Linked DNA regions of Canis lupus: region 1 is linked to region 2. A link is a contact called in public Hi-C data. All regions are on one chromosome and are shown on one strand. Each heading gives the region's core, a stretch centred on a gene start, on an enhancer-like site or on the middle of the called end of the contact. The rest is flanking DNA. Distances are from core to core; before and after follow the strand shown.

What was found. A called contact is a pair of places that touch in the nucleus more often than the background predicts.
Region 1: a contact with region 2 is called in a Hi-C map of blood, with 2.9 times the contacts expected there. The contact joins the promoter of SH2D3C here to the promoter of PIP5KL1 in region 2. A contact is called at or near these places in 2 of 9 Hi-C or Micro-C datasets (both in blood).

Annotation. Positions count from the first base shown.
Region 1 is chr9:55,713,002-55,716,603 of UU_Cfam_GSD_1.0, forward strand. It overlaps SH2D3C (SH2 domain-containing protein 3C), which reads left to right and starts at 1,307. Exons shown (of 12, transcript XM_038549278.1): 1 at 1,307-1,343; 2 at 3,516-3,602. The coding sequence starts at 1,307.
Region 2 is chr9:55,576,546-55,580,201 of UU_Cfam_GSD_1.0, forward strand. PIP5KL1 (phosphatidylinositol 4-phosphate 5-kinase-like protein 1) reads left to right here and starts at 2,405. Exons shown (of 11, transcript XR_005364954.1): 1 at 2,405-2,434; 2 at 3,207-3,410.

The DNA of each region.
Region 1 (3,602 bases), core at 57-2,556, 140 kb after region 2:
AGAAACATTTATCTCCTAGGGCAGGAGGACTGAGCTCTGGCTGGAATGTACCAAGTGATCAGAAGATGTTAGTCATCATTGTTTTTTACTGAGGATGCAGGAAGGGCCCCATCTGACCTTGGACTCCCTCTTGCCAGCCTGGGGGCCAGGATAATTATGTCCAATCATGCTAGGGCCTCTGTGGGTTAACGGAGTACCTTGCATGTGTGCCCATTCTAGAGATGGGGTGACTGGGGCTTCAGAGGCAGCAGTAACTTGCTTGCAGTACACAGAGCTGGGATCTGAACAACCCCTGGCCACCTCAACACCAGCAGCAGCTGACAGCGTCCGCAGGTGTCTGGGACAACCTGTGTTGGGCAGTTTCATTTCCTCATCTCTCTCCTGCCCACTTGAGCATACATATGTGTGCGCACGTACATACACACACATGTTATAGGGTGGAAAACCACCGAGCTGTGGGCTTAGGACCTAAATGGGTCAGATGTAACCCAGTCTATGCCATCAACCTGCCATATGACCTGGGACAATCCCTCTGCCCATCTGTTCTTCGGTTTCCCCACGTCCAATGGGCGTGGGGGACCAAATTACCACCATGTCTCTGCTGGCTTAAGAGGGAATGATCATGCCATGGCAGGCACTCATTCTGTGCCAGGCTTTGCACCAAGCACTGGACCCTGTGAGGTAGGCATGGCAAATACCCCCTGCTCACAGTGAGGAACCTGAGGCTCAGAGAGGTCAGTGGCCTGGCCGGGATCACACAGGGCAAGCAGCCAGCCAAGATGACAAAGTAGACAGCCAATACTGGAACGTTGATTTGGGTGGTCCCAGGGCCACAGGCCTAACCACCACACTCTTCACTGCTGCCAGTCCTTCCCCCAGACACCGAGAGTTAGAACAAACTGCCCTGTGGGCAGGCCTGACTCCCAGCACCCTTCCAGCCGCTGGCCAGACCCCCTGACAGCCTTTGGCAGGTCTCTCCGCCCCCCGCCCCCCCCCCAGCAGGCTCCATTCCCTGGGCCTGTGGTTTGTCTCCCAGGCCCTCCAGGTCCCATGGGCTTGTGGTCTGCCCCCTGCCCCCCACACAGCCAAGGCCAAGAAGGCAGCCCACAGGGGCCCAGACTAGGGGAGGCCTTGGCCCCCGCCCCCTGTGGAGAGGATGGGGAGGGTGGAGCTGTGGGAGTTTCACTGGTTTAAAAATACACAGAGGAAGCGAGTGAGAGGGTGCGAGAAAGGGGAAGGGGAGGTGAGGGAGGAACCTCAGCATTGATGTCCGGAGCTGGCCAGGGGCTCTGCGGTACTTGCCAAGATGACAGAGGGACCCAAGAAAGCCAGCAGAAAGTTCAGTGAGTGCGGGGTGCCCTCTGCACTGTCTCTCATCCTCTGTCTATCCTTCCAGCTCGGCCTCTGTCTGCACTTGCTTCTTCATCACTGTCTCCTTTCTAATTCTTTCTCTCCATCTCTGCTCCTCTCCAGAGCTCCCTGCTTCTGGACTCCCTGTCTCCACCCCTCCGTCACTGTGGTCCAGTAGCTCTTCTCTGTCTCCGGCTGGTTTGGCTCTCTATCTCTGCTTCTTGTCTGACCCTGCCCATCTCTGTTCCTCTGTCCCTGCATTCGTCTGTGTGTCCACCTCCGGTTTCCCTGGACCCCATGGCTGAGCAAGGGGAAAGCTCCACACACTCCATGCCCTGCCTCTGGGGCTGGTTCACATGGGGGAGGGAGGAGGGTGCTCTGGTTGGAAGTTACTGGGGCTGGAGAGGGTACGGTGCACCATGGGATGCTGTCCCACGTCACTCCCCAAGAGCAGTGATGTTGGGACCCAGTGCAACTCCATGAGGGGGTCACACCCACTATCACTGCTTCCCCAGGTCAGTCCCTTCCTGGTCTCAGCAAACTTCTGCTTCCCCTGAGTCCTTCCATCTGATAGCACGGGGGGTGAGGGGGGGAGCATATAGGGCCAGGATTATGACTGTATCCCACAGATGAAAATATTGGGGCTCAGAGACTTGCCTGAGATCATATGGGGCTTCCCGGCAGGTCAATCCCATGTCCCTGGACTCGGCCTCGGTTTCCCTCCCTGTCCTGCTCTACTATTTCCTCCAGATACCCCCAACCCCAACTCCGGTGGTCAGGAGACCACAGTTCTTGGTCCCCCTCCTGGCAATTGGCACATTTCTGGCCCATGACATAGCTAAGCGCAGAGCATCAGAATTTTCCAACAGTTTGTCTGAAGGCAGAGGCTGAGACCAAGTAGGGGGTGGGCTGGGAAGGAAAGCCCTAGAACACTGACCCCAGCAGTCCAGAGCCTTGAGCCCTCATCCAGGCTCAGCCCTGCTGTGTGATCCTGGGTGAGTCCCTTCCCTCTCTGGGCCTCAGCCTGCTCTCTCACCAATGAGGGCATCCTCCTATATAGTCCAACGTGGTGGTGAGGACCCGAGGAGGCAGAGTGGGCCCAGGAAGTGAAAATGCCAGGATTTTCCCTTTTCACTCATCTGGAGGCCAGGGGGTTGTCGACGCGGTGGCTTTGGGGGGGGGCACTCCCACGGCTGGGGGCGGGGCGGGGGCGGAGGGAACTCACGCTCCCCTGCGGAAATGAGGGAGATGGTATCACCCGAGCCCTGCCGCCCTAGTCGGGACGGGAGCTCAGCTGACAGGAAGGACAGAACCACAGAGTGGGCCCCTCGGGTTCCCAACCACCTCCTTCTCGGTTCATCCCCCGCCCAGGTGCTCGAACAGCCCCCCTCCCTGCCCCTCTGCCCTCCACCCCTACACACACACACACACACACACACACACACACACACAAATACACTTCACCTGCTGCCTATGCCACCCCTGGTGGTGCCTTCCATGGCCCGTGTCATCTGCAAAAAGGGAAATTAAACTCCTGCCATTGAACTGTGCTGGGAATTCAGTGAGGTGACGTCTGAAGCATAGCTGACCCATCAGAGGCATTTCTGGTGATCACCATCATTATCTATGTTACTTGTGAAGCTATTTTGGGTGCCAGGCACCCTACTAAGTGTGTTATTTACATGCTTTCCTTCAGTCCTCTTGCTGTCCATAGGAGGTGGGTACGACAATCTCTATTTTGCTGATGTGGCAAATGGGGCTCGGAAAGGTCAAGCGACTTGCCTAAGGTCACACAGCTAGGATGTGCAAGCGGAGGGACTGAAGCCCAGGGCTGTGTGACTCTAGAGCTGCTGTGTTATATCATAACAGCCCTGAGCCCCCCTTGAAGCCTCAGTAAGAGGAACAACATGTATTTTTTTTTTATTTTTTATTTATTTATGATAGTTACAGAGAGAGAGAGAGGCAGAGACACAGGCAGAGGGAGAAGCAGGCTCCATGCACCGGGAGCCCGACGTGGGGTTCAATCCCGGGTCTCCAGAATCGCGCCCTGGGCCAAAGGCAGGCGCCAAACCGCTGCGCCACCCAGGGATCCCCAACATGTATTTTTTATTGTTATTATTACTGCTGCTGGCATTAACTCCTTTCCTTCCCCTCCTCCCTGCCAGAGTTCTTCAAGTTTAAGGGCTTTGGGAGTCTTTCGAACCTCCCTCGGTCCTTCACCCTGAAAAGATCCTCAACCTCCAGCAGTATCG
Region 2 (3,656 bases), core at 1,155-3,654:
AGACCTGGCCATGTGCCACACACCACAGTCTCTACCATGCCTCCCCTGTGCCAGCCCAGCTAGTGTGCATTAGTATTTTAGGGACCCACAAGCCAGTCCCCTAAAAGCCCAAGTCCATCGTCCTTCTCTTGTACCCAGCAACCCAACCTAGCATTGGCTCTGAGCAGTGAGAGCTCGGGGAACCAGAACAGGGCTGGCTCTGGTCGGGCTGACTCTGGTCAGGCTGACTGACAGGCCCAACCCTGTCTCCCCAGCAATCCCACCACACCCCTCATCCCATGCAGCTGGGTCTCCCGTCCTCAGTGCCTAGTTCAAGCTTCTGTCATACCTGGGATGATATTCACTTCAGTTAGCAGAGGCCAACCACAGGCACACCTGCCTTGCCCTCACCTGTCCCACCCTCTCCCCCATGCTGTAGCGGTGGTATCCTGTCTGATGGTCCCCCTTGCTTGGGGACAGCCTCTGCCTCTCACCAGGATCCTTCTTGTGTTTCAAGAGTGTGCTAGAGGCCCCACGTAAAGGACTGTCCATCAGCCCAGTAATTCCCTCCAGGTCTCCCCCCACCTACCCCAAATAGCCAAATTCCCAAAAGGGTGTCCACACCTGCTGCCTGCTGTTCCTCACCTTCATGGCCCTCAGTGTCACTTGGGAGGGCTGCACCCACTCAGACCACTGGTGACCCCATGCTGGCCTGTGACATCCCCCCAGATGTACTTTCAGATGCTCTCAGTGTCTATGAGGCTCATTCTCATACTTCATGTCTCCCTGCTCCACTTCTGCCATGAGATGGTGGGCTCCTTGGGACTTGGTCACAAGCCTTCCCACCCCACACTTGTCCTTAGCCAGGCTCACCTCCTGAGCCCCAACATATTGCTCATGCACCAGTTATCTGCCGTTGGATGTCATAGTGGCATCTCCAATTCATCCTGTCATGATCTGAATTCCCAGACTCCTCCTCCCCTCATGCCTTGCCCCCTCCCATGACTGGCATCATCCTATGGCCCCAAACCCAGCCAGAAGCCTGGCCAATATTATTGACCTTGGCTTCCTCCTCCTAGCGCGCATCCACACAACCCCAAATCCTGTCTGTTCTCCCTCCTTCCTCCCCTCCCCCACCAGTCACCTTCCCAATGCAAATCCACTCTTCTCTGCCCTAAGTCATCAAAAGATTCCTCACCCCCTCCTACTCTGGCCCCTCCAATGTGACTATACATAACAACCATGACCTTTTTAAGAACATCTGAACATCTTCTACATATAATGCTTGCCTGGGTTCCCACCCCCTCCCTACATGATCTGAAAGAACCTGCATGTATCTTTGTTCACTTCTCACTCCAGCTACCCTTACCTTTCATTTCCTGGGATTCACTGAAGCCTTTTGCACATCCTACTCACAGTGGCTCGACACATACTTATGAAATACTGGTTTGTGCCAGGCACTGAGCCAAGAAGTGAGCCCAGCACGGTTCCTGCCCTTCTGGTGCTCCCATCCTGGTGGTGGTGGGGGAATATAATGAACAAGACAATTTCTGACAGTGTTAAGGGTGATGAAGAAAATAACACAAGGTGATGTGGTCAAGAATGAGAGGACACTTAGAGAGTCGAGCAAGGTGAAAAGAATGACAAGAAAGAATAGGGGAAAGGATTTCAAGCAGTAGGAAGGGCACCTGCAAAAGCCCCAGCTGTGAAAGAATTTTCTGCCTAAGGAGGGGTGGGGGATCCCCTTGTGGCTGGCTGTTGGGCGGGTGTAGGCAGGGTGGTTTGAGATGGGCCTGGGGCCCGTGGCGAGGGGTGTGGATTTTGTTCTAGTGCAGAGGGATGCCACTGGAGGCTTCAAGCATGAGAGTGACATCATCCGATTTATGCTTTTAAAAGATGAGGCTGGCAGCTGTGTTCCTCTCACTCACCACTGAATCCCCAGGGCCTAGCAGGGCTCCTGCCCATAGTGAGCGATCAAAATAGACTGAATGAATGCATGCGCCAGACTTCCTGTGTGACCTGGAGGTACTCACTTCTCTCTCTGGACCTGAGTTTCCTCGCCCGAGGGACAGTCTGTGGGAATTTCACGCCAGAGTGGGTGGGCGGGATTTCGATTCAGGTTCCCGCCTCCCCAAGCGGCCCCGAGACCTGAGTCCTCCGCTTCAGGAGACGGACAGGGGAGATCTTCCCTCCTGGCGACCCCGTGCCACGCGTGGCGGCCCCGCCCCAGCCGGGACAGCGGCCTGAAGGATGCTGCAGCTCCGGGGGCGGGCTCCGCAGGCGCTCGCCGGCGCCTCCCGCGCGGATTGGCTGCAGCCGTGACCGGCGCCGCCCTATTGGTCGGCCCAGAAGCCGGGGCGGGGACCGGCTCCTGCAGCGCGGCGGCGGGGACGCGGCTGGAGCCCGGGAAGCTGCTGCGGGGGCGATGGCCGCACCGAGCCCGGGGCCCCGCGAGGTAGGTTCGGCCGCAAGAGAGGACAGGAAAGGGAAGGGTTGGGGGACAGGGCCCAGGCCTCCGATACCCGTGCGGCGCGGACACACCCCCATCCAAGGCCAGGAGGGTCCAGCTCTGGGCGGGGACCAGGACACGCCCCACGCGGGGCCCGCAGGTATGGAGGGGGAAGTCTGGTGGGTGTCCCCAGAGAACTTGCTCAGTTTTCTTATCCGGGGAAAAAGCTCCTTCACTGTGCTGCTAGCGGGTCAAGCTCTTGGCCAGTGCTGGGTACATGGTGGGTGCCCACTACTAATGGGTCAGCTGCTACGAGCTCAGCTTCCAGCTGATCCTCTGCTCGGCCTGGAGGAACTTCGCATCAGGAGTGGAATAGAGGAGTCCCTGGCGTCACAGCTCCTACTATCAAGGGTTCCTGTGCATGGAGCTCAAAATGCCAAGGGGTTATTATAGTTCTCATTTCACAGATGAGAAAAGGAGATGCAGAAGGGTTAGGTGACTTACCTAGGATCATACAGATGGTGAGAGACAGGTTTGGCTGTGGAAAGCATCCTCTACCTACTGATAATAATAACCATCATTCTAGTCTGGGTGCTGACTGCATCACAACACCCAGTGAGGTGGGTACCAGCATTATCCGTGTTTTACAACTGAGGAAACTGAGGCAGGGAATGATAATAGGAGGGCTCACATGTACTGGAGGTGGGATTCAAACCCAAGTCTTTCCCCTCTGCGATGCTTCCGTGTGTTCATTGCTTCTTGTGCCTCCTGCCACCAGGTCCTGGCCCCCTCCCCAGAGGCTGGATGCAGAGCAGCCACCTCGACCTCTGGCCGCTGTGGCCTCCTCTGGCGTCTCCGAGACAAGCAGGCTCGCATTGGCCTGTTTGAGATTGGCCCGGGGCATGAGCTGCACCAGCTGACATGCATGATGCAGGCAGGGCTGTGGGCTGCCACCCAGGTCTCCATGGACCACCCAACCACAGTGAGTGGCCCATCTCCATCTGCACCTCTGAGGTGCTGAGGGCAAGACTATGCTGATGCCCTGTCCTGCTAATACTGCAGCATTGGGGATCAGAGAGGGCTATAAAAGGAGGAAATCAGGGGCTTGGTGTAGGAAGGGAGGGACATGCTGGGGTGGGGGCTGAGGCCAGGGAAGTCCAGTGTGTATTGGGGATGTGAGGAACCCCTTGACCTGGGTGTTTGTTATGACTCTAGATAAGCCTCTGCT